Regions from separate parts of the Hordeum vulgare genome. Here region 1 is linked to region 2. Evidence: chromatin contacts called from public Hi-C data. All regions are on one chromosome and are shown on one strand. The core of a region is the stretch at or near the end of the contact, and the rest is flanking DNA. Distances in the headings are between cores, read along the strand shown. Region 1 holds the start of LOC123426675 (photosystem I subunit O). Region 2 holds the start of LOC123428214 (probable F-box protein At2g36090).

The links. A called contact is a pair of places that touch in the nucleus more often than the background predicts.
Region 1: a contact with region 2 is called in a Hi-C map of leaf, with 4 times the contacts expected there. The contact joins the promoter of LOC123426675 here to the promoter of LOC123428214 in region 2. A contact is called at or near these places in 4 of 6 Hi-C or Micro-C datasets (leaf and seedling).

What each region holds. Positions count from the first base shown.
Region 1 is chr2H:464,935,411-464,941,449 of MorexV3_pseudomolecules_assembly, reverse strand. LOC123426675 (photosystem I subunit O) reads right to left here and starts at 4,364. Exons shown (of 4, transcript XM_045110542.1): 1 at 4,132-4,364; 2 at 3,947-4,031; 3 at 3,677-3,856; 4 at 3,315-3,561. The coding sequence starts at 4,204. The coding sequence ends at 3,465.
Region 2 is chr2H:464,314,734-464,321,137 of MorexV3_pseudomolecules_assembly, reverse strand. It overlaps LOC123428214 (probable F-box protein At2g36090), which reads left to right and starts at 3,040. Exons shown (of 2, transcript XM_045112399.1): 1 at 3,040-4,053; 2 at 4,138-4,308. The coding sequence starts at 3,040. The coding sequence ends at 3,945. It overlaps LOC123426674 (small RNA-binding protein 11, chloroplastic-like), which reads right to left. Exons shown (of 4, transcript XM_045110541.1): 2 at 5,216-5,284; 3 at 5,017-5,123; 4 at 4,522-4,854. The coding sequence ends at 4,744.

The sequences.
Region 1 (6,039 bases), core at 3,115-5,614, 620 kb before region 2:
CATGATTTGTTAGAAAAAAATCTAAAAAACGGTTGAGCGAAGTGAACCATGGCCTAATTGTCTCAAATTAAGACAGGTGCCTCATCGCCTGGTTTTAATCCTTTCATTAATCACGGGTGTGAGGTATTTTCATATGCATACACTTTTCTATGGTGAGAGTAAGACATGTGTTTTTGTGGTCAGATTGATGTCATTCACCAACAACGCATGGTCCAAATTAGCATGTCACTATATAAAGTTTTGATCAAATATAATGTTGATATGTTTTATCAGTTGCTCATAAACAAATGTCTTTCAGGTTCATTTGGGGATGAATATATGCATGTAATGGCAGAGCATAACGTACGTAGACCAACAGGGGCCATATGCCCCACCAACAGGGGCCATATACCCCCCCCCCTAGTTTTTGCACTCATTGTAGAGCATGCAATATTTTAGGTGTAACTAGTGTCTCACTAGAGATTAGCCCCTCCTTCCCTACTAAATTGTTCCCCTTCAAGTCATGGGCACCTCTTAAATTTTTCCCAAGCTTCGACACTGCATGCGAGACTATGAGAGCTTCTTCATTTGGTCATCGTCTTGGGTAGCATGTACATCACTAACAAGAGTGCAACAATGGCTATTCCATCCAAGTGTGCCCAAGCTTAGGAAAGTTGCCAGCATGGTTTAGAATGGTAGTCTACATCATAGAGAAAGTGACACTACGAAACATGATAGAGATGTTGGGCCATACCTCCGAACAACACCTTCTTCCACAAACTTGATCTCCACTTTAAAAAATCGGTTGTGCACCAAATAGGTCATCCGCCCATAAAAATGGCCACATATTGCTCTCGAGATAGCTAATGTTAATCTCTTCGGACCCTCCGCTAGTGTGTGGTCCAAGTCGTGTGCCATATTATCAGGGTTTGACCCATGTATCGGTTTGGGGTTAAGTGAACAACACCGCTAAGTTTAAGGCGTCGATTTAACCATTTTAAATGGACCCACTTGCTTCTTGAAGGCCTCTCCATGCATTATTCATGTATTAATGATTAACCTATTGTTCTTTCTTGTATCGGTTGCTGGGGTGTTTTATTAGGCATAACTTTGGGTTTTGGATTTTCGATTCTATATTTAAAACATCTATCAATATGTTAAAAGCCAAAGTTAAGCATAACCAAACACCGCAAGAGTCGTAGCCTCCAAAGTTCCAACGTTACCCACCTAAACTTCTTAATTGAAAATATGAGGCCACCAGGTGATTTTTGTGGTTTCATATATATGAGTGATCCGTAAGGAGATTTCAACATCTATTGAATATGATTCTATAGGTGGTGGAGACCATGAATGTACATTTTAGGTGTGTAGTTATTGTTCAAATTTATACATTTTGTGTCCAGTTGCAAACTGCAGTGTCACCAAGATTGTCCGACGGTGCAAGGGAAATGGGTCTCTCGACTTATTTTTAACAAACACACAAACTTTATCAAAATAAAATAATAGTTACATCATTTACAAGGAAGGGAACAACTTCATTGAGATGTTTCTCAAACCAGTGAAAAGTCAAAGAAAGTCTAGGCAACCTAGCAAGCTCATGAGCAACTTTATTTGCTTCTCTCTATTACAATGTTCAAACCTAGGGATTGAAAAATGACAATAAAAATGATAATAATCATCAAAAAATACCATTGTCGTAGTCGCAGTGTCCTTCAATCTTCATAGTGTCACTGACCTCTAGATTAACAAAATTAATAACGAGTGTGTTGCATCCCGCTTTTTGCGCAAGGGAAAGATTAAATCTGAGCACCAAAGCTTTAGCTGTCACGACATCCACACACCAGCTGATTTTCCAATTTCCCTAGCAATGAAATTTCATTTATCATCCCTCAAGACCGCCATACTTGTACCCCTAAGCAAGTCTCGGTCAAAAAAAACTTGGACATTAAGTTTAACAAACTACACAGGGCGCATGCAACCCTCTTTTTTAATGGTAGCAATTGGAGTGAAAGAGCTAACATAGTTCGTTGCATGAATCCCCATAGTAATATGATAAGCACCTTGAACTATCTCTTCATGAACCAATTGATGTCTTACCCGCCACACATACCAGGTGGTAATGGCGATCATCTCATGACCATTCTGAAGAGCCATAATAGAGAAATCCTGGTCTGATAAATGGGTCTCTCGAATCTATCTCCCTCCATGAGGTGATACGTCCAACACAATCTTGATGATGTAGGAAAAATGGTGCTCGAGGGGTAACTGTCAACACACCATAGATTAGTTGTTGCATGAGTCTTAATTTTTTTGGTTGCAAGAGTCTTAATGGTGGACCACAACGAATTTCTTTTCCTTTGTCTTGAGCGGTGAAAAATTGCTCACATTGTTGTGTTTTGTTAAAAATGGTGCGGTGAGCAATCTTCAAATTCTTCAAAAACAGTCAAAGGAAAATATTTTGTGTTATGTGTCAAGAGTTTGTTCTATAGTCCAAAATCAATATATTTAAATCTATGAACAAAACTATCTTTAAAACAAAAAGTTTAAAGTTGTGGCTACTTGGTTGTCATACTCAAAAACACACATGTCATGGAGCATGTGGCGTTCCTCCTCCACGAGCAACTCCTCCAAGGACGAGGGTTCCCGTCCCCCACCCCGCCGATGTCGATTTGTCTCGTCTCTCGTGGCCTTAGGGCCATGGAGGCGGGGTGGATCCCGGCCCTTGCCGGCGGGAGGGGTGATGCTTCATTTTAGGTGTTTTTGAGCTTGTTTAGGATTTGTGTCCTGCTCAGGAAGGTGGGATAGCGGCGGCTTCTTGAAGATAGAACAAGGTTCTATCCGCGTAGCCTTCGTCCTCACGGTGCGTCTAGCGTTGTCGGAGGGTGTGTGGAGGTGTGTCTTCGACGAATCTTGCAGGATCCAATCTATGTTTGTCTTCCGTGGATCTGTTTAGATCGGTATTCATTCGTCAACCTTTGTATGTTTACATGATAGATCCTTCTCATATATGCTTTTCTTCAACGATGGATGTTGTTTTGGTGCGCTGGCCCTTTTGAGAGACTTTCTGACTATCTACTAGAGTAAAATTTGTCTCGCTCCGGTGAGGGAGAGATGGTGATAACGACACGTCCTTAGCTCAGTCCAGTCCTTGTAGTCGTTGGACGGTGGTCTATAGATATGAATGTATTTTTATTACTTGTGTCAATAGTAGTACCATGATGTTTGGTGAATAGATCTAAAGTTTTTTTTCAAAAATACATGCCATGGTGACAAAGCGTGTTGTTACTGTTGGTTTTGTTGAACTCGGTTTTGTGCTTAGCATGGAAGAGGGGCAATTAACAAACAGCAATCACACGGCTTGCGAAGCCACACGCATGCACGAAACCAGAAGGCATGACAGATTTTACATTGAACACACATGCGCAGAAGTAGCCCAGCACAAGTAAGGACGACGCACATGCATGATCCAAAAGCTAGTTAATCCACTACTTCTGGAAGTAGTCCTCGGTCCTGCCCTTGAACCCGATCTGGCCGAAGGTGAGCGCGATGAACAGACCCAGGTGCCACGTCACCAACCACAGCCTGCAGTGTCAATTACATTTAACCTTCAGAATCAAACCCCAAGTTGAAGCACAAGCATATATGTACTGGTGGTTAGTGCGTGAACGTGTGACGAGTGGTTTGGGTTTATCCTGACCAGAACTGCGACTGGAGAGCCGGGGGCGAGGGGAAGTGGGCGAGCTCCTCGCCGATGCTGGAGAAGAAGAGCCCCGTCAAGCTGTTGCCGTTGATCAGCGGGATGCTCGACGGCGCCAGCCACCCGATCAGCCCGAACCCGATCACGTTCAGGTCCCTCCGCAGCCAGTCCCGTGGGAACCTGATCGCCCAACAACGCAAAGCAAACAATCCGTCAGTGACACAGAAATTCACACGCCGATGCATGTATGGACAGAGTCATTTTTTTTACGTCATGCAGGTGATTCTGCCGTTCCTCTCCAGGTTCCTCGTCATCAGCGGGTTCCTCGCCGACACCCGGCCGCCACTCGTGAAGCCTACGTACACAGACCCAGCATTTCAGGACACACAACGTCAACGTCGAATTGGTGACAGAAAAAAGCTAGGCGCTTATAAGAGATCGACGCTGGCACGTACTGGTAGAGAAGGCTGGCCGGCGGGCGAGTGCGGCGCCGGCGAGGCCGTAGACGGTGGAGGTGGCGGTGGCCATGGTCTAAGCTGGTGTGCTGCGATGCAAAGGATCGTACGTCTCCGTGTGGAGCACCGGCCAGCTAGCTCTTATTTCCTGGTGGGTGCTACCTGCTACGGGACGGATGGAGACGCGTGGTGGCGAGAGCAAACGAGAGGGGGAGATTGTTGTGGGGTCGTTCCTGATGTGGATCACTTGCAGTGGATGAAATAGATTTGTTGCCGGAGGAGCGGCCTATGGGGATGCTCCACTTGGATACGTGTGGATAAGGCCTGGTATATCGAGGGTGACCTTTATCCTATGTGGTAGTGGGCTGTTTCCAGTACTGCGGAGTTTGGCTCCGGTTGGTTGTTTAGGTCAGGGTACCTCCAACGTCAATCCTTAAACGCCCCACGTTCATTTGGATTCTGCAGTCCGGATCATGAAAGTCATCTAATACAGGTTTGTATCGGTTCGTTGAGGGTCTGGATCATTATTTTTTTGCAAACGAGAACCAAACGTGAAGGGTTTTACAGGAGTTCGGGCATGAGAAATGTTGGAATCTAATCCTCTTTGGCCCATCCAGAAGGAAGACGGAGCCCGCGTTTTTGCAGCAACCTGCATTGTTTTCGCATCAAAATCCATCACTCCTTCTTCCATCCTCCGTTGATGTTCACCCAATTCCCGTCCTTTTCTTCTACTCTCTCCTTCCTTCCGTCGCCGACACATGGAACAGGAGGAGAACCTGTCAAAGATGGAGGTGGAGGAGGTGGAGGAGGATCCGAGCATCTTGCTCGCCCAGAAGATTAGTTCGGCTATGCGGCAAACTCATTGCGTCAAAGCGAAGGCCGCGAAGGAGGAGAATCTCAAGAAGCTGTTGGACGTCGGTGGGCATGGTCGTGGCGTCGAGCGTGGTGGTCGTGGTGGACGTCGTGGTGGAGGCCACAATGCTAAGACGGGCGCACCCGCAATACAGACGGTGTTGTGGCCGGAGTGTTACAAGGCCCCATACTACTGTACCGCCAAGCAACTCGGAACCGCCGCCAGGAAGGTGCCTTAAAGTGTCGATGTAAACGCGATGCCGCTCTTCTTCAAGTGGTCTTCATTGTAGCTGGTCTGGGCTCAAACGACGGGCGGGGAGCAGATGGGTGCACACACACTGTTTGCTACAATGCCTAGAGCGGGAGACCCGACGTTTGACGACCCGGACAGTGAGATGCTCGACATCATCCATGACGAAGGCGGCGGCGGAGGATATGGCTATGAGGATGTACATGTAGAAGACTCGGATCCCACCCAGTCTGGCAACTACCTGCATCAGTAGTCCTACAACCAAACGGGCACACAACATACCTACACCCAGACCGACGTGGGCACGTAACAACATTGGGCGGCCGGACAAGAACATGAGGAGGAGGAGGAGGGCAAGGACAATGATCCAGATGGTACATAAGGCGGTCCAAAGAAGAAGGGTAGAGGAGGAAGCTTCAACATGCGGGAGGACGAGCTGATGTGCGATGCATGGTTGGCCACTAGCCTCGATCCAATCCATAGCACGGAGCAAAAGGGACAACATTTTGGAACAACATTCATATTTGGTTCCACAAACACAAGCATCTCGCCCCCTACTTCGACGTAGTCATTCGCAACCGTGAATCGAAGTCCCTCAACCATTGATGGTACACCATCCAAGAGACCATCTCGGAGTATTGCGGGCACTTGAAGCATCTCGTCGCACGGTGGCCTAGCGGTTCATAAATAACCGAACACGATAGTTGATCACTAGCCGGATATGCTTAGTTTTCTTGCTCACAAGACAAATATGCTTATTTTTGTTGCTCACTAGCTGGATATGCATTGTTGACAACGTCATTTTG
Region 2 (6,404 bases), core at 1,791-4,290:
AAGTGTTGTACTACCTGGAGGGGGAAGGGCCGGGAAACCGAGTCGAAAGCCCGTGCAATATCTAGATTTAGCATGATGCGAGGTTGCTTGAGCTCATGCAGTTGTCTTGCAGTCCGCTTGACTAGGAGGAAGTTATCATGGACGCTCCTACCGGCAATGAAGGCACTCTGGTTTATAGGGACAAGTTCCTCAAGCCTTGGGGCGTGGTGAAGAGATAAGACTTTCACGAACAGCTTCGCCACCAAATGGATATGGCTAATCGGACGGTAGTCAAATAGCGTGTCCACGTCCAGTTTGGGCAAGAGGAATATGAGTGCCTCATTCAGTCTCTGGAATGCCCGAGCATTGAGGGCGTAAAGCTTGTCGAAGACCACACAGAGATCATACTTGATGACATCCCAGCATGAGCGGAGGAACTCAGAGATGAACCCGTCTAGGCTGGGTGACTTGCCGGAAGGTAATTTCTTGACCGCTTCCCAGATCTCCTCCAAGGTGAATGGCTCCTCAAGGGAGGAGAGGTCAAGCGCTCGACGATGGCCGATGTCAATGAGGTTGAGAGTGGAGTATGTAGCTCCTTGAGATCCCAAGGTAAACTAGAAGTGCAATATGAGAATGATGAAGTTATCGCAGGCATCTCGTAGTTGACATCCATGTCATAACACTCAAGGAATAGCATCAGCTAGACTGAAATAAATGCAATAAATATGCGAGCAGCTTCGCGTGGAGATGAATTTGTCGTGCGCACCCCGGCCTGCTATGAAGATGTTTTGGTTGGCCGACACAAGGTCGCCAAGGCATGATGCGCTCAAGGTGAGAACCTTTGCGAACAGCTTCGCAAGGAAATGAATTAGGCATATGGAACAGTAGGGACAATTGCATTGCAAAGGTAATCACCTATATGTTGTGCTCCCTCTGTTTCATAATGTAATGTATATATGTTTTTTGCAAAGTCAAACTTTACAATACAATTTTTGACCAACTTTATAGAAAAAATCTTTTTTATCTACAATGCCAAATATATATAATATGAAAGTACATCTTGTGATGAAATAATAAGATATATTTGGTATTCTAAATATAAATGTTTTTCTTCACAAAGTTAATCAAAGCTTATGAAGTTTGACTTTTTAAAAATCTATATACACTACATTGTGAAATGAAGGGAGTATATGACAAACACTCGTAAAACGCTGTCCTCTCTATTGAGTGATTCTGGAAGAACCTGCGCCCCAAGTTTGATGCATCAAGGCTTAGGGCCTGTTTGGTTTCAATAAGTCAGGTGACTTAAAACCAATGACTTATAATTCACGCATGTTTGGTTGTCATCTGACCAATAAGTCACCTGACCACACCTTCCCATGCAAAAGTAGATGACTTATAAGTTTTAAGTTGGGGTGGAGCAACTTATGACTTATAAGTCGGGTGACTTATAAGTTGGGTCCGTTTGGCAAAATAAGTCACTTTTTGCACTTTTCAACTTATAAGTTGGTGACTTATTTGAAACCAAACAGGACCTTAGATGTCATGATGGCCAGCCATGCTTGCCATAAAGAGATTAGGACTGCAATACCTAGATAATGATGTCACCCATAATATAAGCCACTCGGGTCTTCATTATTTGCTCAGTCAATCTTATGAAAAATCTGACCTTATTGCGAGAACGATCTGCATCTGGTTAGCAAAATAAATACTTCCTCTGTTCCAAAATAGATAACGCAAATTTTAAATTAAATTAGTACAAAATTTATATTAAAACAACGATATTTATTTTGAAACGAAGGGAGTAGATTCTTTATAAGAGCAAACTCGGGTCTCAATTTATTTCTCTCCGGTCATTCGCTCTCTTTTATTTATTTATTTTGCGGGTGCGGTCATTCGCTCTCAGTCAATCCTGACAAAGACTGCGGCCATGCTCCGGTTTTGAAAGTTGAAAACCGAGGAGCAAAGATCCTGGTATGCTTATCATGTGGCTTAGACACGGAATCATAAATTCCCGCGTTAACGCTCCATTGTGACATGATGAAATCTCCGAGCTTACTGAATATCTCGAGAGGAAAAGGCACGTGGTTTTAGTGGTCTGGACGCTGGAAAAGAAGAGAAAGAATGCGCATGGTTTGAGCCTCCTATGTAGAGAGACAGTAGGACCTCATAGAATGATAAGACATTAATCTCCTCCAACTGTCCCTTGGCCAGCAGCACAGATGCCGATCGATCGCCCGAGGAAGAAGATACTACGTACTACATACTTACATAGACATGTGGCCTCTCCTCAAGAAAAACGATGGATGTGCTTTGACGCAATCAAGTCCCCGGCACACTGACCGCGGAATTAAGGCTTCCCATACTTTAGCCCAAGAAACTCTGACGGCTACCGGTGCCCATCATCATCCCAGCACGTACGGTCGTAAGGTTCATGAGATGAGAGGTACGCCACGCGACGCGCCGCGAGAGCACGTCGCTTGCGTTTACATGAACGACGATCACGACCAGTCGCCGCTCACCAGCGTGCATCGCGGGGAGAGAAATGTTGGGCCGGCTAAACAGACCCGTGGCGCAGCACCATCCGAGATTAGAGATGTGCCGGTCTCCGCTTCCCAGGGTCTCTGAACCGGACTCCTCTGAATAGTGAATAGTGTTTGCCACTGCACAATGTATCTCGGGGGGAGCTCAGCTCAACTGGACCAGAATGAGAGACGTGAGATCCGATTTGATGCTCTCGGGGTGAAATAGGAATGGCAGACTGCGCCCTCGGTTACGGGACCCCCATTGACCAAGTGCCACGCGTGCAGCCGGCACGGCCTGGAGCGCCGACGCGTGCAGCCTGCGCGTCTGCCACCGCGCACTGCCACACCCGCGCGGGCTTGATTGCCACTGCCACTGTAGTGCATCGCGAAATTATACTGGTCGGGCCGTCGTTTCCGCGGAAACCAGGGCGCGCTGCGCTTCCCCGCCATCTATATAGCCCGCCACGCACAGCCAAGCGAGTCACTCAAAGTCTCTACCGTCGGTCTCGATCTCCAGAAGCCGAACGAAAAAGACATGGTGTCTACCATCGAGGACCTGCACGCGGACGTGCTGGCCTGCGCGCTGCGCCGCCTCGACGGCCGCTCGCTGGCCGCCGCGAGCTGCGCGACGGCGGGGCTGCGCGCGCTGGCCGCCGACCCGGGCACGTGGCGCGCGCTCTGCCTCGCCGAGTGGCCGTCCCTCGCGGCCCAGCAGCACCGGCACGGGCTCCTATCCGCGGTTCCGCCGCGCCGCCTCTTCGCCGACGCGTCCCCCTTCCCGTGCCCGGACGCCGGGGAGCTCGGCGCCGGCGTGCTCCCCGCCAAGCTCGTCTCCGCGGTGGACGTGTACTACAGGGGCGCGCCCGTGCTGTCCCGCGTGGTGGAGACGCCCGCGTCGTCGCCGTGGTTCCTCAGCGCGCCGTTCCGCGTCGAGGCCGTCGACTGCAAGAAGCCGGCGCCGGTGGCGGCGGCCTTCTCTCCGGCGGAGCTCGAGCTGAGCTGGGTGGTCGTCGACCCCGCCCGCGGCCGGGCGGTGAACGTGTCGAGCAGGCGGGCGGTGGCCCTGGGCCGGCACTGGTACACCGGCGAGATGCTGGTGAGGTTCGCGGTGGTGCTGGGCGGGTGCAACTTCGAGACCACCGTCGCCTGCTCCGAGGAGGCCGGACACGTCAGCGAGGTCAGCCTCGCCGTGGAGAACGCCGACGGCGCAGCGGTGAGCGGCGAGGGCGCCCTCCGGCTCCTCGCCGCGGCAATGGAAGCGCGGAGGAGGGGAGGCGAGAGGGAGCGGGAGGAGGCCAAGGCGAGGTACGAGGTGTTCGTCCGGAACAAAAAGGGGAGGAAGGAGAGCAAGGCGCGAAGAGAGGTGCTCGTAGACCTGTGCTGCTCCGCCGCCAGCGCCGTCGCCGTGCTGGCCTTCTTCGCCACCGTCGTGCTCCGGTGACAAGTTCTTCTTGGCTTCTTGCCACCGACGGACGGATCCAGCAATGGAGTTCATTCATGCATGATGTAGGTGCACAGTAGGCATCATGCAGGAAATGAAATGTTTTGTGTAAGATTCCAACGGTATTTCTGCGCTCCAAATAAGACAGCATCAAGCAAGAACTAACGTGTATTTACATCTTCTCCCTGGCAGCTAGAGTGCGTACATCCATTCTAGATTTCTGGTGACAAAGTTGTCCTCCTAATAATCTAGGTGAAAATGACAGAGAAATGGAGGGACAGAAAAATCTGCCTATGAGTGCATTGGCATTCAAAAAATCGTACTATCAAGCAATGTGACATTCAAATGGCACAGTTCTCCTTAGATATGGGGGGAAAAGTATCTACATTGAGTGCATTCGCAGCCACAGTACGTACGATCAAAATCTACTGTTCCCCCACCTGCAGCAATTAATAAAGTTTATTTAAAGTACTACTCTACTAAGTATGAACAGCAAAGCATAGGCTCCAGGGCAGCCATGGGGAAAACATTGCTCTATCACTTGATTGCATCAGCAACCTGTCGACGACGAGGAGGTTAAAGAAGGGCAACATTATCTGATATGCTCTTTGGATGTGCTCTTCTGCTTGCAGAACATAAAATTCAGCACAATATTACGCGTGGATTACATTCTAAAAAATCTGTTCTTGCAAAACATAAAATTGAGCATAATTACACATCAGCTTTTCTCTAAGAGAATCGCAATCTACTTTATTTATATGTTTTTGAAGCTACAAGCATCAGCACAACGGGCATTTTTCAGTTGTTGCCGACTGGATTAGGAGGGCCTCTTGCTATTGGAACTACGTCTGCAGCACGGTCCTGTTTGGCCTTTGCAATGTCGACATATATAACTCGCCCATTAAGTACCTGTTGCAAGCTTGCATTGCTCAGCACTTCTTCTTCTTTTTTTCAAATGGAGCGGCAAAACATACAGATTACTAATATATTGAACTAGCAACAAGCCCTATATTGATAAACGCACGGTTCCTGCTAGTTCTTCAAAAGAAGAGAAGAAAAGAAAAAACTTGCCTTGCCGTTCATCTCTTCACGTGCTTTATTGGCCTCTTCCTCGGAGGCAAATTTCACAAAGCCGAAGCCTTTTGATCGGCTGGTCATCTTATCCGTGACAATGGTGGCTGAGCGCAAATAATAACAAGTTGCAACTTAGATCGTAACAAGAAGAACAATTGGCAGTGGAAGTTTGTTCTGGCAAGTGATGAGGATAAACCTTCTAATACTTGGCCATAACGCGTGAAAGCTTCTGCTAGGCTGTCTTCCGTTGCAAATTGTGACAAGCCTGTAAAACGATTAAAAACTGTGTCAGAAAGGCTTAGGCCCTGTTTGGGACGGCTCTGCTCCATCAAAAGCAGCTCTGCTCCATCAAATCCACTTTGGAGCAGTTTCATATGGAAGTTGTAGCTCTTTCAAAGAGAACGTTCGGATTTTATCCAGCTCCAGCTTCACGAATGGAAAGGATCTACTCCCTCTGTCTCAAAATAACTGTCTTAACTTTGTACTAGCTCTAGTATAAAATTATACTAAGCTTAAGACACTTATTTTGGGACGGAGGGAGTATTTGATTGGATGAGAGGGAAGAAATGAAGGGGTATCCACTTTGGGTGGCAGTGGTGGGTAATTTCGCTCCAACTCCAGCTTCTACAATTTTATGGAGCACCTCCTAGAAGGCTTCATAAAAAACAGGAAGTTGGACCCCAGATTTTAGTTTTTTTGTGGAGCTGTATATCGTGAAGCTACCCCGTTTGGCTTATGTTTTCTAGAGTGGAGCTGAATTTTTTGGAGCAGAGCAGTCCCAAACAGGTGCATATAACAACTGTATCCAACTGAACAGAGCCTAACGATTCTCAACTATGTATGTTCTTCGATCCAGTAAAAAAAATCAGCTTGGATGGAGTGAGAGAAAAATATTTTTATATCAATCAACTGAGAAATATAGTACTAAAACCCAGAGTACATGCAAGAAGAACATGAAATGAACTGAAATTAGTATGTTATAAGTGTTAACGGTTCGTTGTAAATCAGCAGCAACTAACAAAAGCTTATGTGTTGTACTAATAAAATCTAGTCACAGTGATAGGAATTTTTTGAAGTTACAATAGTAGAGTTGACCTTAGTAATGTATAACAGATGCTAGTTTGAATTACTTCAGCTCTTTTAGTAAAATTTACCCTTTTTTGAAAAGATAGCCCCTTTTAATCAAATTTACCTAAGTAACCTGATGTGGCATTTATAATGGAGCAAGAGGTATTCCATATTTTTGGCTATAAAATCGCAAGAGGGTAAGCTCCCTACATGGCAGGTCCTACTCACTGTTGGCATACTGAAGACAGACATTTTCGGGGTAAAAAAGGAAGATGCAGAACATTCAGTTACCCTACCCATATTGACTTGATAAATAA